Linked DNA regions of Drosophila melanogaster: region 2 is linked to region 1. The links are chromatin contacts, called in public Hi-C maps. All regions are on one chromosome and are shown on one strand. Each heading gives the region's core, a stretch centred on a gene start, on an enhancer-like site or on the middle of the called end of the contact. The rest is flanking DNA. Distances are from core to core; before and after follow the strand shown. Region 1 holds the start of CG10055. Region 2 holds the start of stck (steamer duck).

Region 1 (7,034 bases), core at 3,835-6,334:
TAAAGCTCATATTGATGACGCCTGAAAAATATTAAAGTCGTTATAGTTTTACAATATAATTTGGAAATATATTCATACCATTAGACAAGTCGTTGGATTGGCAGTCGAACTCCAAAAGTGCATCCAATTGTGCCTGCAAAACTGGCAAAGTCTTTAGAAGTTTTTCCGCGTTCATGCTGCGTAGCGAGCCTTCCTCTTTGCTAAAATGATAGATTGCGAAACAAATCAATCAGATGACAATTAAATGTGAGCTGGCGTTACTTACCCCCGTTTGACTTTGCAAAAGTCAAAGGCCATGGCTCGATAGGAGAGCGATTTCTCATTCAAATACTTGGCGTAGCGCCGAATAAAGGGAGACATATCGTAACCTGTTGATTTAACAAATTATAGTATTGGTCTCCAACAATATAGGTCACACAAATTTTGGACAATGCCAAATACGAAACTTAAGAAGAATGGTCTTTTGGTTAGTTAATTTCGCTCTAAATCATAAGTAAAACAAATTTTAGTAACAACCAGTAAGGAATTCAACGCCTATAGCCAAATAAGGAAAGTTGTATCCAATTGCTAATAGCTTCTGTATAATACTCACCCATTCTGCCACCAGGAACGCCCATGCCACCATCTGTATATAAGGTTTATATTGTTTGATTTTGAATATTTAGTTTGGATAATTGCATTTTTCAGTTGTTGTTAGCCAGCATGTAGTGTGCGGTATGTAGGTCAGTAAGCAGCGCATTTCGGTATTAATATTTTTGTTTTAGAGATTTTTGTTAAGTAAACAAAATTACAAATGATCAAGCCAAACGTTCGCGCGCATTCGCATGAGTTGAAAGAGAGAATGAGAGAGGAATGATCAAAATGTAGGTATTAGTTAATAATTTGAAATAGGTAAATCGATTGAATAGTCGATGGGTTTGAAACAAATTTGGGAGGCTTAAAAGGGAGGCTTCGTTATACCTTGTACAGTTCCTTTGTCCAGAAAGGAGCTGAGATTGAATGTAGAATTGCTAGAGGCAAGATATTGCATAAATCGCTGAAAAGATTTAGGAAAAACAATAGGAATGCTGTTAAATATTATTTAGATAATTATAAATCGCAATTAAATGGAGGGAACTATAAAAGTTGATGTGTTAAAAATTTAACATTTATTTATTTATTTTTCAGAGAAGACAACTTTTTATGTCACCAAAAAAATTACTAAGAAATAAAACTGAACGAACAAAAACTGAAAGTAAAATACCACACAACGATATACTTGGTCAGAGGTCATCCCAAAAGAGTAATTCTGCAGTAATAAGTTGCCATTAAAGGTACAAGAAGGAAAATAATAAGAATCTCATGATGTACGTGACCTATTCATCTGTATATTAAATCAAACAAAATAGATTACCTCATTTCGAACGCTTAAATGAAAGTAAAAATGTATTTGAAATACGCCCCTAAGCTTCGCACAAACACTAGATTCCGATAAATACACAAATACAAACCTCATTGCCATATGCCATCAGATGATGTGTGGTTATCAGCGACTTGTAGACGACGACCCAGTTGGCATTCTGTGAACGCTCGATAAGTAAATTGGCCAGATGAGGTATCGACACATTCGGCTCGTTTGTGCAGTGCACCAAATCTGCAATTAAATAAAGGTATGAAACTTATATTAACACAAAGCAACCACAAACTAATTTAACATTTTACATTGATTTAAAATAATAAATGAAAATCATTTTATTAAGCATAGCTTTATATTAGTTTCTTAACGCATATCCATACAGTAGATTAGAAAACAATAAAGAACGTTTTTTTTTTTTGTAATTTTCGGTTAGTGAACCATTTGCTCTTTTCCTTAATTTTGTACGTCCAACTCAACTTTACTTTTGGTTGCGATTAACTTTGACTTGATATTTATTTTCCCAAGCATTTATTGGAAAAATCAATCAGATTCGATATAACCGCCGACAACTATTAGTTATTATCCTCTAGATTTATTCAACAGTATATTTTTTTTACGAAAACTTAGTTCATATGAGCAAAACAACAAATGTTTACATGTTTAAGAAGCAACATAAAACTTTAAAAGTCAATTTATCTGTTCCAGAAACAAACAACGTTTCTGTAAAGATTATTATTATTATAATAACCGAACCTCCCATAAATTTAATCATCTTGTTTTTTGCGTCCCGTTATCGGTCGCGACTCTTAGTCGTTGTTTGCTTATCTGCGCTTTAAGCTTGCAGCCGCCATTCAAGCTAAATACTGACGGAAAAGTGTCGATGATAAGAGCTGAATCCCATTGTGTCTACTATCATGCGCTTCCATTTGAATCAATTCCCATTTCGGTTGGAAAGTGTTTGTCGCCGAGCAAGAAAAAATTGCATGGGATTCGAGGGGCGTTGCACATTTCACAAGCCATCGCAGATGTTCGCCGTCCTTTTGCTTCATTTTGTTTGGCTGACGGGCGCCAGGCCAGTGATTCATTTATACATAAATAAGAACAAATTTCAATAAACAGTAAATGTGGAAAATTGATCGGTCCTTGTAAACGAAACTGGTGAGTTTCTTAACGAGCACAGTGGCCTGGGGGTGTCACTTTATGACAAAACGTTGAAATCGCTGAGTAGTTAAGACATTTTGAATGAGTTATTTAGTTAAAATTCGTATCCGCCCTTTTTGAAATCTTCACTGATTCACATATATTTCGAAAATATTTACAGTGCTCGGATACCAAAAGCGATTGGCGACTTCTGTAGCGTAGTTATCGCTGGGGTCAATTCGCATGCTTATGCTCTTAAATACATAAATAAATAAATGTGTCGGGTATCGAGACTCCACTGTAGTGGGGGACCATTGATACTTAATTTTAATTATTATTGCCCACTTGTGTAGCTGGTTGAAATATTCTGGGATCTTTTCAATCGGTGTAAAGCTCATTAAGTGCTGTTGTTTCCGTGAACACACAACTGGTTTTATCATAGGACAAAAGTTGTTAACAAAAGAAAATAGAGAAAATAGGTAGAAGAAATATATTTCATGCTACCTGCTGACGTCTTGTAAAATGTACGGACTGACTTTTAACTCAGGTTTAATTTATTTAGACTTTTGGTAACTGAATTGAGCATAACGTTTTGGATAAAGTAATCAACTTGAATAAACAGCACATGTGGCCAAATTTTGGGTTATATTGGAAATTGGTTTGCGGCAACTGCAATACAATGTTTATGTGACAAGTAACGCCCCACAATATTGCCCTCTTTTATTCCCATTTACTCGTAGCCATATCTGATGAGTCATCTGAAAAGTGCCAACAAGCTAAATAAAAGGGGGTCAAAATGCGAGCAAAACTAGCCAAAAAAACAGATTCCAACGGGAATGAATGTCGTTAGGATATGGAGCTCTTTAGAAGTATTTGCAAAATTCAAACGTGTAAGCAAATCCAGCAAATTAGGGAAGACTCTTGCATAAATTTAACAAGCAATGACACCGTGACAAACACAATCCCTGCTTTCGTAGGCGTTTTAAGCCATTCAAAGCCCCTACAAACACACGTGCACCCGTGGGAAAGTGACGTAACATTAGAGAGAGAGAGAGAGTGTGTTGGTAGAAAGAGAGGGGAGTCCAATCAATGACGAACGGAGTCCACAAACACCAGCAGCTGAGCCACAGATGCAATTTGAGGGTGGTGGTTTGTGTTTGTGGGACTTTGTGGACCGTAATCAGTGGTTTCGTTTTCAGAAAACTTTGTGATTTATCGCACAAAAACAAAAGGCACGTGAAAATGGAGCGAGGAAGCCAAGAAACCCGAACTGGTTGCATCTGAATGTTGTTGCTAAATTACTTTTGCAGCGTACTAACTGTGCCGATGGTTTTTATATTTAGGCTACATTTAAATTTTTTATTTTCTTTGCTAATTTGTTAGGCACTCCTTACTTTAGTATATTATTCATTCCAATTTTTATTATTATTAAAATTTAAGTTAATTTCTAAACAGATTTTATTGCGACTTATGTTTGCAAATAAAAATAAATTAATTTTAAAGCGTTACAAAGTAACAATAATATTTTCGTGTGTTTGATGGGTACATTTCCACTAGTAGCACAAGGCTGTGCCTCTTTTCTCTCTGTGTTATAACAAGGAAATGTAACGGTGATTTACGCAATGAAAGACCAAGAGAGTGGGCAAGGGAAAGAGATAGACAGGGCAACTCACAGTCCAAGTGCTTCTTCTTCGGGCCAATGCATTCCTCCGTGGTGGCCTTGCAAACGGACTTGGCGAGTCCTTGGCCCGCAAGGCTGTGACGGGCGGCCAGCAGCCTGTCGTTGATCGTTTGCCCTGCCATGGTCATGATGAAGCTGTTGCTGTTGTTGTTTCTGCTGCCGCTCGCTGGTTTTTATTTACTTGATTAATTTAATTATGCACCAAAGGAGCTGACCACACCGACACACACACACACTCGAAAGCAGATACAGAGAGAGGGAGAGAGAGACACACACACACACGCGTATGGGGCGAGCGAGAGACAGAGAGGTATTGATTGATTGAGAATATTTCGAACGGGAAAACTCTGCTATGCGAGCCTCACGATTAAACTAACAGTAAAGATTTAGTGGTTCCTACGTCACAATCACTACACAATTTATCGCCGCGGTTTATGCGCTCTCTAACCGGTGCCTAACGCTGAAACGCGATTTTTTAATTCTCTATTTTTCCTCTGCCACAAATCGATAATGGCGACTGGCAAATGGAGCGAGCGTATGAGCAATGTCCTAAAGCGTCCACAAAGTGGAGCTAACGCGTGCAATCGACTTGAGTTTACGGCGTTAGGTGGGAAAATATCGATTGCCATAACGTAAGCGAATACGAAATAGCTGAACTTAGCTTTTACGATGTGTTCATATAAGTTCTGAAAATAAAAAAAAATAATGATAAATAAATAAATAAAAATATAAAATATTAAGATACTATAAATAAATCTTTTTTTATAACTTAGCACTTAAAATTCCCCAACAGCAGTTAAAAAGTAGCTAGATTTGTCGGAAGTGTAGCCAAACGTAACGTAAGCTAAGGGGCTGTCAACAGGAATTTTTAGTTTCGAGTAGGCGGTCATACTGGTCATTAAAATAAATAAAATTATACTAAAAAACAGTAGTTAGCACAATCAACAGTCTCGTAATAAAATTGTAAGATGTTGAATGGACAGATTGCACACAGTTATTTGGAGAACTCGTGCACGCTGATCATACCCCGCCCGCCTGTCCTGAATCAGTCCTCAAAGTCGGCCCAGCCAGCAGCAGCTGCTGCTGCTTCTTCTTCCGCTGGTGAGGAGTTTGGTCAGGAAGCGGGGTCGGGGTTGGCGGAAGCGGAGGCGTTGCATGTGGATCGCATAAGAAACTGCGATATATTCGTTGACGCGCACGATCTTTATTTCTACGCAGATGTTAAGCTGTACAAGTGAGTCACATCCGGCAATCTGTCGTGCCCATGGTGGGCCATGGTGGCGAAATTCCAGCGATATCATTGCGTACTTGTACTCCCTTTTCGGACAGATTCCACAGCCGTCGCACCTTCGACTTGCGAGAGCTGAAGACGCTGTTGATAAAGTTCAACACGACAGAGAATCACTACCAAATTTGCCTGCGCTGTCTGCCCCTAACAGCGGGTGCCCAGGAAGGACCCGGTGGAGAAAGAGGCGGAGGCGGTGGTACGGGGGATGCAGCCAAGCAGTGGAATAGTCGCAAAGAGTACATAGCCGCATTCCTGCACCTACCCACACTGAGTGCCAATTTGCCGGACAAGCAGCCTCTGGTGCAGGAATGGAAACTCAAACGAATCACCGATCAGTGCCAATTGCAGCTCGACGACCACGAGCGCACCTACAAGCTGACCAACAATTTTGGGTACGGCTATGCTAGCGAATACAGCGGACCGCTAGACCTGAGTGAGGTGAGTTCAATTGGTTAACCTGCTCTTCCGCGCACTAAACACAGATGTTTTCACAGTTGGACAGAGCCACGTGCCGCGTGTCGGAGCCACATCGCATGAGCCCCATCCAAAGGCGGCAAGAGCGCGTGGTCGATGAGATGAAGCGCTTTTCCCGCGAGCAGTACAAAATAAATTTTGTGGAGCTACAGGTTCCGTCCGGTCACCAGAATCCTTTACGCTACAAACCGAAAATCTACGAGACTTCCATGACCCAGGAGCAAGCGCATCTGCTGCACAACATCAGCCGAATGCAGACACGGGAGCAGCAGCCGTGCGACGTTTTTCGGCAAAACGAGATCGATTGCGGGCTGATAAGCATTCTGTTGGCCATATGCTATGATGTGCGGACGACGAACAATGAGCCGACGTGTGAATCGGGCTGGACGCGAAGCATACTGTGCCCGCTTTATTGCTACTTTGAGCAATTCGACAACTATCGGGACGTACTGGTTGCCTTCCTGCGGCGAATGATCACCTACCCGCTGTACCGCAATTTCGAGTTGGGCCGCCAATGTGTACGGGATGCCATAGAAGTTTTAAAGGGCGGTCGCAACTGGTTAATTAATCAGCTGCTGCTAACGCACCAGCAGTTCGCCAGCAGTGATCCCAGTCGCGATAGCTTCAACAACTACTATTTGGAGGACTATATACGATATGTGACCAGCCCGAGCGCCTGCAGTGATGAGCACATGCGCCTTCTTGCCCGCAACCTTAAGAACGTGCTGATGGACGTAAACAAGCAACACTTGGGCCTGGGAGTGACCGAGATTGAGACTGAGCTGATCAAGGAGCTGATGCAGGAGATGCGCATCGATGCGGGAAGCCAGGGTTCCTCGCCGCAGCAGCAGCATGGCGATGATGACTTGGACCTTGATAACGATACTTCTGGACAGGAGGACGAGACTACCACTGATGATGAAAGCGTCATAACTGACTCCTTCTACAGCGTGGACATGGACATGCGACTGATAGAGAACGAAATTGTATATGAGGATGACGAGGAGGACGAAGATGACGATGAAGATGGAGATGATGATGAAGATGGGGATGGG
Region 2 (6,440 bases), core at 3,036-5,535, 1.2 Mb before region 1:
ACGAAACCCTAATTCTGCGGCCGAGAATATCAAGTCATGTTCCTTAGAAGGTCCGCAACCTTCACATATTGATCAACCCATTGCAATTCCTGCAATCGAATGTAAGAAAATGTTAACGAAACCAGAGGTACAGAATGAGTGTGAGGAGATACTCAAGCAACAGAACTCCGGACAAATTGATCAATCAAAATCAACTAATGTACTGGTTACAGAAGGAGCCTCTAATAAGATGCTTGGCTTTATTGATCTTGCTGATAAGGCAACTAAAACTGATCAGGACACTGCACCAAAGCCTAAAGATGAAGACGTAAAACATTCCTTAACACAATGCTTAACACCAAAAGCTAATTATCCGTTACAACTTCCAAACCATAAAAAAAATTTGGAACTTCCCGTTATCCATAAAACTAATGCCCAAACAAATGGAATCGTAATGTCGAAAAACGAACATGTCCTAAAACCTGTGAGTTGATAATATAAATTCTCATTGAGAGCCACATTTTATTAATTTATTTATTAGCCTTTTGAGATGCGTAGATTTTCAATCGAATCTAAGGAAGGCATTGATCTCATCGTTGTGGATAGTACAAAAAAAAATCGAGGTATTTTTGGGGCCTTTGACAGCACCTACGCCTCCGAATTTTCCGCCTTGCACTCTCGTTTATCAGAAATTACAGACTGCGAGCCTTATAAGCCAGTGTAACTATACTATAACCATACCAATGTAAGTTTATATTTAATTAACATTTTTGACAGTGTCAGGGAATATGTGCTTGCCAGATTTGAGGGTTCCTGGTATCGTGGCAAAGTGGAACAGATTATAGTTGTTCCACGGCAGCAGACAAAGTACCGGGTAATGTACCTCGATTACACGAATGTAGAGGACATAACCGAAATGGATATCCGTCGCTATCCATTAGACTTCACCGCTCCCTGTGCCACAAACCTTTGCGTGATTGACGGTATGGATATTAAACATTTGTCTTGAGCATAACATTTGAACAAACACTTTATAGAATTCCCGCACAACCCGAATGCAGCACAGGTTTCCTATCTGGCTGAGGTTTTGAAGGTCCATCAGTCAGTTCATATTGATAGTATCAAATATATCAACCATATAGCCGTAATTAAATCGGGAAGTCTTATTCAGAAGCTGTTGAGCTTGTAAATTTTAAGTGCATCAAATGCCATTTACTTGACACCACAACTAAATCGGGTCAAACACATTACGAAGTTATTGCGAATAAGCATTACGTTTTATAATTTTAAAAACATTTATATATAAATAAAATTCCATTAAATAACAACGTTAAAGGCTTTTAATACACAATGTTATGTTCCCTAGCTATTGATGCCGTTGATTCTCGATTTAAAATTTAAGTTACACACAACCGGATTACAACAGACGGAAAGGACATGCACAAGAGGTTTTAGTTTGTTTGGTTTTAGTTTCTCAAATGTTAAAAATGGTAGTGAAAGCGGGTCTACAACGACAAAGGCACTGTTTGGTGTGGATCTGAGACTCGCTCCAAGGCATTAGGTGTTCTTTTTCATTGTCATCTCGTGGGCGGTGCGCAGACGTCGTCTGAGTTCGTTTGGAAATCGGTCATAGCACTTTTTGCACACCGGCTTCTCGTCGTACTCGTAGAATTTCGATTTTTGTGTCATCTTCGTGTCGCACACGGAGCACGCAAAGTGGTGCACACACCAGGCCTTGTTCAAGGCAGTGAAAACTGTTGGCATTATGGAATGAGCGCATTAAATAAACCCAGAATATAGTTCAATTAAGTTACTCACCATCGCCTCCAATAACCTGGTTGCAGACGAAGCACAGGTTGCCAAAGAGCTGATGATAGTGCGTCTCGCAGTAGGCCAATCCCCGCTTCTCGTAGTGTCGGTGACCCAAGAAGGGTTTCTCGCACTTGGCGCACACGAAATGTTCCACATGCCAGTGCTTTCCGAGCGCCGTTACCACCCTCTCCTCAATCGGACGACGACAGGCACCACATATGGGAATGCCCATTTTATCGTGACAACGCAGACAATACAGTTCGTTCTATAATGGAATAATAATTCAGTTGCTTCTTATTTGCTAAAGAAAAAAAAACCCACCATATCGTTAGCAGCCAATCCTGGCCGGCTCTTGACCTCCCGAGCAGTGGAATCCAACTCTGTGCCGCAGGCCGTGCAACTGAAGTGATAGCCGTGGTACACTTCGCCCCGGAATCGCAAAGGCTCCTCGTCGATGAGGCCGCTGAAAAGCAGAGTAATTAGCAACATGTTTTCACCTAAAGCCTTTGAAACCTACTGGCATTTTTGGCATACATAGCGGCCGGTAATCTCCGCCTTCACCTTGGCATTGCACTCGTGACACAAGGCGCGGTTCTGGTTCTTGATGAATCCGCAATCAGCCAGCTCCTTGGCGCACAATTGGCAGCGGAAGCACTGTGGATGCCAGCTAGCTGACATGGCCTTGATGACCCGTCCGATGACGAACTCGCCGCACTTGTTGCAGCAGGGAGCGAAGAGCACGTGAAAGTCGCGTTCACAGTACTTACGGCCCTCGAACTCGTAGAATATCCCATCCTGGAAGGGTCGGAAGCACTGGGCACATCTAGAAAATGTTTATTAGTGAGGGTATTAGTGAAACAACTACATTGAGGTTTACTTACACGAAGCACTGGGTGTGCCAGAGTTCTCCATTGGAGTTAACAATCTTCTCAGTCGGCTCGAAGCCGTCGGCACATCGCGTACAATGCATGGCACCCAGCGACATGTTCGCTGCCTGGACTCTGTGAATTAAGAAGAAGATCAGGATCAGTTGTTGGTAAGTAACTAACCAATTCAGAGGCCATTACACTTCAGCCTTAGAGTACATCATGGTTATAGCTTGAGCGCAAAGAAAAACGACTTTAGGGCAGGGCGTGAAATGAGAAACTGGACAAAACAATGAGACTTATCGCTTGCCGGCTCTGTTGACGATGTCTGAATCATATTTCCTTCGAATGCACAGCCAAAAAGCTTTCTGGCATTCCGTGGAAGTTTAGCTTTCATTACAGAGAGTGTCGCATGGCAGTTGGATATCAAGCGTGATACGCTGCAGATGTGATGGCTTGGTGATATATCGTTTCGGAACAGGTTATATATACATATATAAAATATATACGAAGAACTATCATATTCGCTTTAAGCTGGATAACAATGAATGGCTATAATGAGTAATTGAAGTAATTATTACAAGCAGGAGCGCCATTTGAAAAGTTTGTATATAAACAATATATATAATAAGATGTAACTATCAACTCCCCATTACTGGTTGAGTCATTGAACATTCCTTGGCCTCCAAAAGGGGTTACAAATTCAAGCATCCAATTGGAATTGGGTTTGCCGCCAACACAACAGCGGCCCACTCATCATAATCAAATCCGACGAATACACACAAAAATACGAAGAGTAAACAATACACAGACACGCACTCTCGCACAAACACACACACACACTCGAGTGGCGGCGTTTAAAAATAAATTTGAATATGACCATGACGTCATCGATGGAGTAAACATCTGGCAGGAAAATTGCATTGAATGGGGGTCCAAAGCACCACCATCACTGGCAGAGGGTTAACGCTGGATTAGGGCATGAATGATAGGCACTGCTAGCCTGAATTAGTTATATTTTTTTATTAATTAGCGAAATGCTTATTTGTGCGAATGGATAACGATGATTATTATGCTGCCAAATGATGCAATATGTGGGCGTTTTGAAGACAAGGACGTTAAGAAAGTGGGGCGGAACATTCTGCTTACTGCACGGGCGGCATTCTGTGGGCTTTTCTTTTTTAGTTGCTTTCAACTGGTTTTCACTTGCGAACAACGGCACCTGTTGCACCTGGTGTACAACGTTTTCTGATCACGGCGAGTGAAACACTGCAAAAACATATAGAAATGATCAATCTGTGTCTTTTGGCTTTAAGCTCTGCTCGCTTGGCGGCCTTCTAGCCAGATCCGGTTGATTTTCAGCCAAGAAGACGATCTGCGCAGCGCTATCGCAGCACAAAAACAACAACACCTATATTGCCAAAATGGGCAAATCTCTGGAATTTCACGCGTTTCACTTAAGCATGTTCACATTTGAAGAATTGCATTCAACGGAAAAAGTACTTTTTACCTTCAGAGAAACCTTTTTAATTAAAGCCACAGTTTGCTGCAATTAAATTACTTTTCATTTAACTAACAGCTTCCGTGGAAAAAGACGCAGAAAAAACCACTCTACTTTATCACTAAAAAATCCCTGTACAACCTGCCTATCGATAGCTCTTCTGTTCTCGAGGCAGGTAGCCCTGAATGTCAATCGATAAACACCCAATACTACTGGGCGCCAATTTAAATTCGCTATTAGCCTATGTTACCGAAATACATCAGTTAAAAGAACTTTACGATTTAAGGCGCCACGCTTATCGCAGCGTGGCATTTTTGCTTCTTTGTCTCACCTTCTTATCAGCTGCTGGCCAACTGCTGTTCTTCTTCGAAACAGTTTCGTAACGCGCTCTTATCAGCTTACTGCCTCTACTTATAATTTCACGTACTATTTGTTTGTAAACAAGACCGGTTCGCATGCCAATTTAGGCTGCAGGCAAGAAATCCCTTTAGCATTGAATTTGATTGATTTTCTTTTTGCTATGTTACACGCCAATTGGGGAAATACATAAATAAATGTGCAGGGAAACTATAAAAGAATTCAATGCCACAAATGTCATAACAGTTTCGCTGATACTTATCATTAGAAAATATGTATTGATAAGAGAATCAAGAGCTTGTAAACTTGCTATGAAACCCACAATCACTATGAAATGAGTTTCTTTTTAAGCAACAAAAAGGAAAAGAAAAGTTTTACAGGTGTAAGTTATTTTTTCATATAATTCCCGATCGCCAATAATTTAAAATTCTCTACAAAGAGCCAGCATTTTGATGTGCCCACGGAACATGCATGTAAATGCATTATTTGTTTGCTTTAATTATTTTCCCGAATGTCTGTTTGCGGCAAACTTCCGCCTCGTGGGTGTGAGGGTCATATTTTTGAAACACCCCTCGCCGACTTCCGCGATGTGAACGGAGATAAAACTCCAGCTGCAGTTTCAGAATTTGCTTTATTTGTATCTGAGTATATATAGTATAGTTTTGTATTGGCTGGTGTTTTATGGAGCGTTGTCCCGTTAAAACGGGTTGCCAAGCGAATCGATCAGCGCGGCGCTCTTTGTTTATCAATCTCACTCTTTTGTCAGTCGCCTTTATTTATTATTATTAAATGAGTTTTTTTCCAGCATAACAAAAAAAAAACAAGGTGTCCCCACAAGGCCGCCGGTTGTGCGAGCGAGACGAACGAACAACAAGCGTCATAAGAAAGAGATCCAATACCATCCACAATCTAGCACTGAAAAAAATGTAACCCCATATTACAGCATATGTCTTACTTAACTATTAAATTATGCTGTTGACAAATAAATTTGTGTATTTTAACGTATATTCTTAACGCTCATCCAGAATTTAGTTCTTTTGAACGTTTGCTCTGACACAGTTTGGCTTCCATTTTTTAGATACAAATACATTTTTTGTCAGTATTCACTGTCACACGCTTGGAAAAAGGTGGTGGAACCTGGAAGCCGGGGAACTGCGAGACTTTCGGCACGTAGCAACGCGTAGCTGTAAGTTTATTACGCATGATTTTATGCTGTTGTTTACCAAAAATTCGCCAAGGCAAGCCCCCCATCCACATTCAAGCGGTGACTCGGGCGTATGAGCAACATGCTGAGGCATATGGAAATCGGCGTGGAATGTGGAAACTTTCAGCGGATGCAGTGCAGTTGCAGTGGGTGTCTAAAAATAAATGCAATTATGCTCTGTATTATTGCAGCTGCGTTCCAAAGCCGGCAAACCAGATGGACAACTGGTGCTGGTGCTGGCAGAGAAGCAGTTGAAATTTTTTCAAGGGGGTTTTCCATTTAATCATTTTCAATGTCATTTCAATGCATTGCAGCAATGTTTCGATAGTGTTATCAACTGCAACTAATGTAGTATATATGTAATAACAATTGGATCTTTGATCTATTTAGAAAGTTCTGGAAACTAGCCAAGTGGTTTTTTGATCTGATGATGTTTTCTAGCTAGACCAAATATTTTATTTATATGGCTCTCATTACTTTCAGACGGCTCTGTGAAAACGTGGGTTTCTCTTTTAGAGCTCAAAACGATTGCAGCTGCGGGAAAAAGCTTAAAATCTGAGCTTCCAAGCTCGTCCATTCATCTTTTTGGTCGGTTTCTGGGCACGACATAAAAAATTCCAAATATGCGGTCGCGTTGCATAAAAAAAACGCAATTATAGCCGCTGATCGCGTCCGCATTGCATTTTGGCCCTGTCTTATCGCCATTCGTATTTTATCGTTA

The links. Hi-C and Micro-C count contacts between places; a contact is called where the count stands out from the background.
Region 2: a Hi-C map of the Kc167 cell line shows a contact between it and region 1, with 1.8 times the contacts expected there. The contact joins the promoter of stck here to the promoter of CG10055 in region 1. A contact is called at or near these places in 3 of 107 Hi-C or Micro-C datasets (the Kc167 cell line, embryo and gastrula embryo).

Annotation. Positions count from the first base shown.
Region 1 is chr3R:7,184,723-7,191,756 of dm6, reverse strand. It overlaps CG10055, which reads left to right and starts at 5,084. Exons shown (of 3, transcript NM_141446.2): 1 at 5,084-5,451; 2 at 5,547-5,943; 3 at 6,000-7,034. The coding sequence starts at 5,186. It overlaps lap (like-AP180), which reads right to left and starts at 4,763. Exons shown (of 11, transcript NM_079528.3): 1 at 4,210-4,763; 2 at 1,491-1,633; 3 at 961-1,036; 4 at 593-625; 5 at 266-368; 6 at 79-200; 7 at 1-21. The coding sequence starts at 4,345.
Region 2 is chr3R:8,354,823-8,361,262 of dm6, reverse strand. It overlaps stck (steamer duck), which reads right to left and starts at 4,285. Exons shown (of 6, transcript NM_079554.4): 1 at 4,168-4,285; 2 at 2,673-2,792; 3 at 2,309-2,614; 4 at 2,113-2,254; 5 at 1,798-2,056; 6 at 1,299-1,733. The coding sequence starts at 2,776. The coding sequence ends at 1,537. It overlaps Veneno (veneno), which reads left to right. Exons shown (of 6, transcript NM_141540.3): 3 at 1-463; 4 at 521-699; 5 at 757-962; 6 at 1,017-1,305. The coding sequence ends at 1,168.